Linked DNA regions of Gossypium hirsutum: region 2 is linked to region 1. Evidence: chromatin contacts called from public Hi-C data. All regions are on one chromosome and are shown on one strand. The core of a region is the stretch at or near the end of the contact, and the rest is flanking DNA. Distances in the headings are between cores, read along the strand shown. Region 1 holds the start of LOC107936203 (formate--tetrahydrofolate ligase). Region 2 has its middle 15 kb from the start of LOC107927614.

The links. Hi-C and Micro-C count contacts between places; a contact is called where the count stands out from the background.
Region 2: a contact with region 1 is called in a Hi-C map of leaf, with 2.4 times the contacts expected there. The contact joins the enhancer-like site here to the promoter of LOC107936203 in region 1. A contact is called at or near these places in 2 of 34 Hi-C or Micro-C datasets (hypocotyl and leaf).

What each region holds. Positions count from the first base shown.
Region 1 is chrD04:2,428,969-2,432,731 of Gossypium_hirsutum_v2.1, reverse strand. It overlaps LOC107936203 (formate--tetrahydrofolate ligase), which reads left to right and starts at 2,490. Exons shown (of 5, transcript XM_016868885.2): 1 at 2,490-2,906; 2 at 3,424-3,573. The coding sequence starts at 2,745. It overlaps LOC107936192 (phosphatidylinositol 4-phosphate 5-kinase 6), which reads left to right. Exons shown (of 10, transcript XR_005912325.1): 5 at 181-297; 6 at 406-599; 7 at 867-988; 8 at 1,085-1,163; 9 at 1,448-1,904; 10 at 2,485-2,736.
Region 2 is chrD04:2,506,115-2,509,825 of Gossypium_hirsutum_v2.1, reverse strand. No RefSeq gene overlaps it. Among protein-coding and RNA genes, the nearest start is that of LOC107927614, 15 kb to the right of the region's middle. Within about 2 kb of position 2,100, at least 7 of the 9 cell types and tissues checked have an H3K27ac peak or open chromatin away from gene starts, as enhancers often do. A contact at or near this core is called in hypocotyl and leaf, where this site is marked.

The DNA.
Region 1 (3,763 bases), core at 1,241-3,740:
TCCTAGATGACAATACTCGGTCCCTCAAAATTCAGTACTTTATCAACTTTCAAGTTTTCAGACAATGTTCATATTTATTTGGTGCACAAATCACTTTTGATGGCTGAATAATCCCAAAATTCGTGCATTGCTTTAACGGGCTTTAAATGTTTACTAATCCGAGTGAGGACACTGTCACAGGTGCTCCTAAGGATGCTTCCAGCCTACTATAATCATGTTCGGTCCTTTGAGAACACTCTAGTCACCAAATTTTATGGTCTTCATTGTGTGAAATTAACCGGGACAGCTCAGAAGAAGGTAATGTCAACGTTACAAAACTTTAACTTCAAACATAAATAATTCATCTCAGTCATGAAGTTTCAGAAACCAATCTCATACATTATTCATTTTGAATCAATGAGTCAGGTACGGTTTGTTATAATGGGGAATCTGTTATGTACTCACTATACCATTCATAGGCGCTTTGACTTGAAAGGTTCTTCCCATGGTCGCACAACTTCTAAACCTGAATCAGAAATTGATCCGTCTACAACCCTCAAAGACCTTGATCTCAATTATCTGTTTCGGTTAGAGAAAACGTGGTTCGAAGAGTTTTGCAGGTGATCATATTTTCTAATATCCTCTTTCTTTTTAAGGTATCTTCATTTCTTGCAACCTATATTACTTGGACTCAGGTGTGAATGTCACATATGGGTTCGTTTCTGAGTTTTATAGAAAATTATATCATATTAAGCTGCATTTGGCAAAGACCAAACCATTGTAGGATATTGCATAGATTTGAGATCGATAAGGCCTTCAAAACTTTTGGGATGATAAGCATGGAACTTTTGATTTTTCTTTTCTGATCCAAGTTTCCCTTCGTGCAGGCAAGTTGATAGAGATTGTGACTTACTTGAACAAGAGAGAATTATGGACTACAGTCTGTTGGTTGGTTTTCACTTTCGAGAAGTTCCTACACCTCTTGCTTCTGGAGCTGTTACACCTACTGGTTATTTCTAGTGATCTCTGGTATTAAAATGTTTTGTGACTTTGATATCAACGGCTGCTTAAATGAGTAAAGATATGTTCTTGGATTTACTTGCAGGAAATGCAGACCATGAAAATGAAGAAGTTCCTCGGCTATCTCAAACAGGACAGGATCAGCTTGATAGCGAGCCCTCAGGGTACGATGAATGTTCTTGTTTTTGGATGCTCATTTATGTTTTCAAGAGTACTTCATACCTTGGCATATGTCTAAGCAGGCATCATCGCTGTTTCCCCACTTTATGAACACTGAAATTTATGTTATTTCCAACTATTCATTTTTCTTGAAGTACTTGTGTCCAGCACATTTCTGAATTGTTTCACATGGCCATGAGAAGTATTCGATCTAAGAAAAGTTAATATGATGTTTATATGAAGTGATAACAATTTAATTTACTGATGATAGTCCAAATTGACAATGCAGGGGGTCTTCCATTCGATTAGGTATTAGCATGCCTGCTCGGATCGAAAAGACTGTGAGGAAACCTGAATGTGAAACCCAGCTTATCGGAGAACCAACTGGTGTATTCTATGATGTTATCCTCTTTTTTGGTATAATCGATATTCTACAAGACTACGATATTACCAAGAAGCTTGAGCATGCATATAAATCAATGCAATATGATCCAACTTCAATTTCAGCTGTTGATCCAAAGCAATACTCAAAACGCTTTCGGGATTTCATTTTCAAAATTTTCGTAGAGGACACTTGAAAACATATATTTGACAAAGATGTTCAACTTAGGACCAATGCCCCTCCGTGTACATTTGATCATAATCCGGAGATGCGAGCGCCTAGAAGCTTAAAAGGTTATCGTTCTGATCAACCGTGGAGGATGATTTAAGACCACACTGGACACACCTTTGTAACTCAGGATTAGGTTATCACCCTCTCTTCATCGCCATTATTTTTTACCGTTGCAGATAATATATATGCATATATATGATATGTTATAGTGAAAGGTTTAGGTTAAGATTGTTAAAACCAGAGTTACTAAAGCTTGATTCAAATGTAGATGAATTGGCCAAAAGTGGTGAAAACATACATTGGGATTGCATTCTTTTTTGAACTGAAAATTGTTTACTTCAATGGCTGAAGAGTCTCTGGGTTCAGCTTCAAATGATAATGTACAGAAAGAGATTGAAATGGGAAAAGGAGAAGAAAAAAAGCTTTTAGTTTGCTTATATGGAAAATGAAAACGTTTTGTGTCTATTCAATATTTTGTATATCTGTGTATGTTGATATAAGCATTATTCTTCTGTATTAAAAAAAAGCTCATTTGACATGGATTATAGTTGAAAATAATTCCTTTTTAGAGACTTATCAAGTTAAGAAATATTATATTAATTTTTTGGTGAATAAAATATGAAGATAATTAATAAATTTTCTCGATTGAAACCAAAATCTAAAAATTAATATACCTTCAAACTTATATTTGATTCTACTTATCCGCAAACCAGGTTAAATTGATGCTGTCTAAGGTCGGACCCATCGGTTGTACTAATCACAGCAATTACATTGCATGGTAACATTAGCATCTCTCCCCACTCCCTTCTTATTTGCCACCTCAGATTAGATAAGAAAAAACGAACGCACGCACGCACTCCCATATGTTTTTAGACTTTTGTTGCTTTGTTTTTTTTAATGTTGTAGAAGGCAAATTGTTGAATTTTAAAGAAACAGATCCACCAAAAATCAGCTAAAATTTAGACCAAAAAGAATGAGTTCGTCAAGGAGTGTAAGGAAGTTGGAAGTGGTATCACCAGTGCCGGCAGACATAGATATTGCAAACTCTGTTGAACCATTTCATATTTCTGAGATTGCTAAGGACCTTAACCTCAGTCCCAACCATTATGATCTTTATGGCAAATACAAAGCCAAGGTTTTTTCTTTTCCTTTTCACTCCCTTTCTTTGTTTATTTTTGGTTATTGGATTTTGATTTATTTGTGTTCTTTAATGATCGATTTAATCGTTTCGTGTTTGGATTTCGATATTGAAAAAAAGCTGTTAAAAAAGTAGAAAATTGAATAGTAAGATCAGCAAAATCTGTCTTTTTCTATGTTTTCTTCTGGGCATTGCCTCATCTGCCAAAAGGGAAGCTTTTCTCTTTCCTTGTTGAATTCCTTGAAATCCCAGACTTGAGATATGTTGTTTTGTTTCAAAGATAATGCAGGAAATGAAAAGGATGAGAAAAGGTTAACTCTTTTTTTTTTTCTTCTGGTGTTAAATTCTTAGCTTCTTGATTTTTGACTTAGTAGAGATGGAAGTGTGTTGAATGGATATTCAAGCGGTGTAAAAGTACTAGAGAAAGCCATTTTTCTGATATGCTTTTCCCTTGTTTATATTGGCCGCTGAGTTCAGATTTGAATTTGAATTACTTGGTTGATTTGGTCTATAGGTGTTGTTACCTGTACTCGATGAGCTTGAATCCTCCGACAATGGATACTATGTCGTGGTTGGAGGGATTACTCCAACTCCTCTTGGAGAAGGCAAGTCCACTACTACAGTTGGTTTGTGTCAAGCTTTGGGTGCTTATCTTGATAGAAAGGTATTCATTTTCACTTTTAGATATACTGAAATTATTCTACATAGGCAAATACTAAATAATATCGTGTCGCTCTGGCGCTTGCCATGATACAGGATAATTCATTTTACTTATGGAGGGATTTCTATTTTGTTCTTGACTTCTTTTTTTGGACTTTAGAATTTCTTATTTTGTTAAACGTAGCTCTGAATAC
Region 2 (3,711 bases), core at 851-3,350, 77 kb before region 1:
ACATTAATTGAGCGACGAGGGAATGTGAGGCTCCCACTTCAATCTGCTTTGGCCGACACTTTGTCACCTGCTGGCATGCATCAGTATTGAAGCTTTAAAAGTTTATCATATCACTTCAATGGCTTTCCTTTTTTATATTTTTACATGCTTATTCAAATTAATCACGACTCAGCACAGGGTTGATTTATATGCATTAATTTTAAGTCCTCAGGGAAAAAAATATTTTATTGAGCCCTTAAATCATCCTCTAAAAAATCAACTAGTCATTTTATTAACATAAATCATTAATTAATTAGTTTAACTGTTATTTTTGTTGTCATGATAAATGATGTAGATGTGACATATTGACATATAATATTATGTTGGTAAAACTTTAAAAAATTATATGTTGATATGGCACGATATGTAAACAAAAAATAAAAATTAATTATGTGTACATCCAAAATGAATCTGGATAACTATTTGTTTAGATTCATTTGAATCTTAACAACTATCCAAATTCATTTAAGATGAGTACAAAATTATTATTTTTAAAAAAATTATAAAAACTATTAAAAATGTTATAAAAATTTAAATATTAAAAAATAAAAAAATTTAATGATTTATAAAATTATAACCAATTAATAAAAATGCGAGAGGATCCCATAAAAGAATTCAAAATTATGAAAGGTTGTAAAAAATTGAACAGAAGCCATGATAGAATTCAAAATGAATAAGGTGCTATGCAGTCTTCCTTATAAAAGACAGGTGAGAGAGAGAAAGAACAACGAAAATATATATTAGGATGTTCCGTGTGTTAACTCGATTATTAGGATGCTCACCATCTTAGATGTAACTTAGATTTGAGTAACATTTCTATTAAGGTTTTATTCTTTTCTTACAATTCACCCAAAAGAAAATCCACTTTTATAATTTTAAGACATGATTTATATATTTATTTGATTTTCCTATTATTTTTCATATTGTATTTAACTTAGATTGTGCAGGTCACAAGTCAATTAGTATCTTGAACGAGATCAGATGAACTGGAAATATTGTATGGGCAGAAAAAATTGATTGAAGAACAGGGAAATCTAAGTTAAAAGCACAGGAGCTTTTCCATTATTATCTTTTTAGTCCTTTTGTGAAGTGGTCTGTCTTGTCTTTTTCTTTTGATGCTACAAAATTTTCAAAGTTCCAAGAAAAAAATATAAGCAATTTTATTGGAGATTTGGAGCGTAGGGCCTTTGACTAACTTTTTTTTCTTATTGAAGGGAGCAATCAGATATTTTTTTCATATTGTTACTATTTATGAAATTGACTTCACTGATCATGAACTCATGTTTTGAGCAGATTTTAGGCATACTAGACATATGTACTGTTCTTTCTGTTTACTACATTTCGTGGTCTTTGCTTGCGAAATTTTTTGGTACATGTGAACTGGGACTACCAACCATCCTTCCTAGCTCTCCTGACGAACTCCCTCTACGAGACCTACACACATCTCATTGATAAAGTCGTATTGGGTCGTAAGTAGGTGATCTGAACCTCATCCGAGTTTTGAGTCACCGAATCATAAATACATAACATAGGGTTTTGTTGTGAATGGTCAGGAAGAAGGAGAAGCTGGGAAGAAATACACGTCAGAGGAGAATTCCTAAGAACTATACTGATTTTGTCATGGGGTTCTGGTCAGCAGGGGCTAAGGAATATAAGATAGCAGATGCTTATTGAACAACTTCCCTGAGAAATATATTCTAGCTCAAATCCTGATCGATGGGTTTTGCAGGCTGATCGGTATTTTGCTTTTTACAATATTAAGGAGCACGACCGACTCACCATTACTTCTTTTTATCTTGATGACACCACCGCCGAGTGGTACGATTGGAGGTATCGAAATAAACAGCTGACTGGGTGAACGCATTTCATTGAGGCGCTCATCAAACGCTTCCGATTGAAAGATCTGGAGTCTCCGGAGGGCCAGCTCGCAAAGCATCAGCAGCTCTCTACTGTGAGTGAATACAGATCCCGTTTTGAGGCCATCACCAATCACACCATGTATTAAAACAACAGTGTTGATTCATAAGCCCACGGAGTTGGAGGTTGCCATCGGCTTGGCCCAATTGCATGAGAAGGGGTCTCTTAAGCCTTCCATGGGCAATAGCAAACCGCTTTTGCCTACCCCAAAATCCCTACCATCGCCTTCTTTTTCGACTACACCAGTGGCTGCGCAAACCCTAATATTATTTTTGATGATTTGTAAATATGCTTAAGAAAAATTTCTTTCAAATATTCTTATTTTAATAACTAACAATAATTTAATTTATACATATTTCAAAATTAATAAATTAAGTTAGAAATTCTATATAATGAAATAAATACCTGAAACTAAAAACCTACATATACCAAAAAATAAATATATTTTTATAGAGTACTTATTTTTATTAATTTTAATATTGTATAATTAACTTATTATTGTTAAATATTAAGTATAAGATTATTAATTTTTATTCAAATTATTTGAAATTAAATATGAATTGCAAATTTCAACAAAAAAAATCTAAATTTAGTGGTGAAATTGAATTAAACAAGAGAAAAGAGACAAAATTCAATGTAGAATTAAAATATAGTGGTAAATTTACCAGTGATAAATATCAATCAAAGTAAACTATGTATGCAAATTTGCACATTAACCCAAAAATACTTGTGCAAAAAATAATTATATATTTGAATAGTTTTATATTATATATAAAAATTCCAATAATTTCTAACAATAATTTATATATACAAAATTTGAATATAAAAAATAATTAATTCAATTTTTTAATTTGAATTTTTAAAAATCGAATATATAAAATTTATTAATAAAAAATTAAATATATGAAAAATGATTTTAGTTTTTTTAGAAATTTTAAAAATTATTTACTATTTTTTACAATTAATATATATGCCACGTGTCATCTCCTAGTGGGTGCTGTCAACCAAGCAGTCAAACTGATCAACTAATGATTTCTATTAACAGAAGAGTTTAATTGGTTTTTTTTTGTCATTAAGGACTTAATAGGGTGGATTTTTTTTAAGGGCTCAATTATTTTTTTTCAATTTTTTACTAAAGGCTTTTTTACTCTAAAACCTAAAAATTATGAAAATCATAAAAACATATATTAAAATGTTGCAAAAAATCCAAAAAATATTTAAAAGCAATAAATTTAAAAATTATGAAAAAAAATGTCAAAATAGTAGATTACACATATAATAGGATCAAAATATCATACGTTATTTAAACTAAAATGAAATATGATACAATATATATATGTAATAATATTTGATAAATTATCAGTACAATTTTTAGACTCCACAAGCAAGTTAAGAAGCTGTTAAGTGAAGTTGGCAAGTGTCCTATAGTGAAATAATCTTCAGAATTTTAAATAGGAAAATAAACGCATTTCAATGCGTTCGAACCCATATCATTTTGTGTTAGTAACAATACGATGTCAACTGAGTTAAGACTCAACCAATAAAAATAGTTTCAAAAAATTTATAACAAAGACAAAATGTGAATATAAGGACACATGAACTAAATCTAATAATGCATAAAATATTAAAAAAAAACTAAAAAACTATTTCTCTTCAAAAATTGAAATTAGAAAAAAAATTAATGTAAAATTTATTAGAAAAATTCATATTCAAAATCAACCTAGTTAAATGCACATCCAAGTTCATTCCACCAAA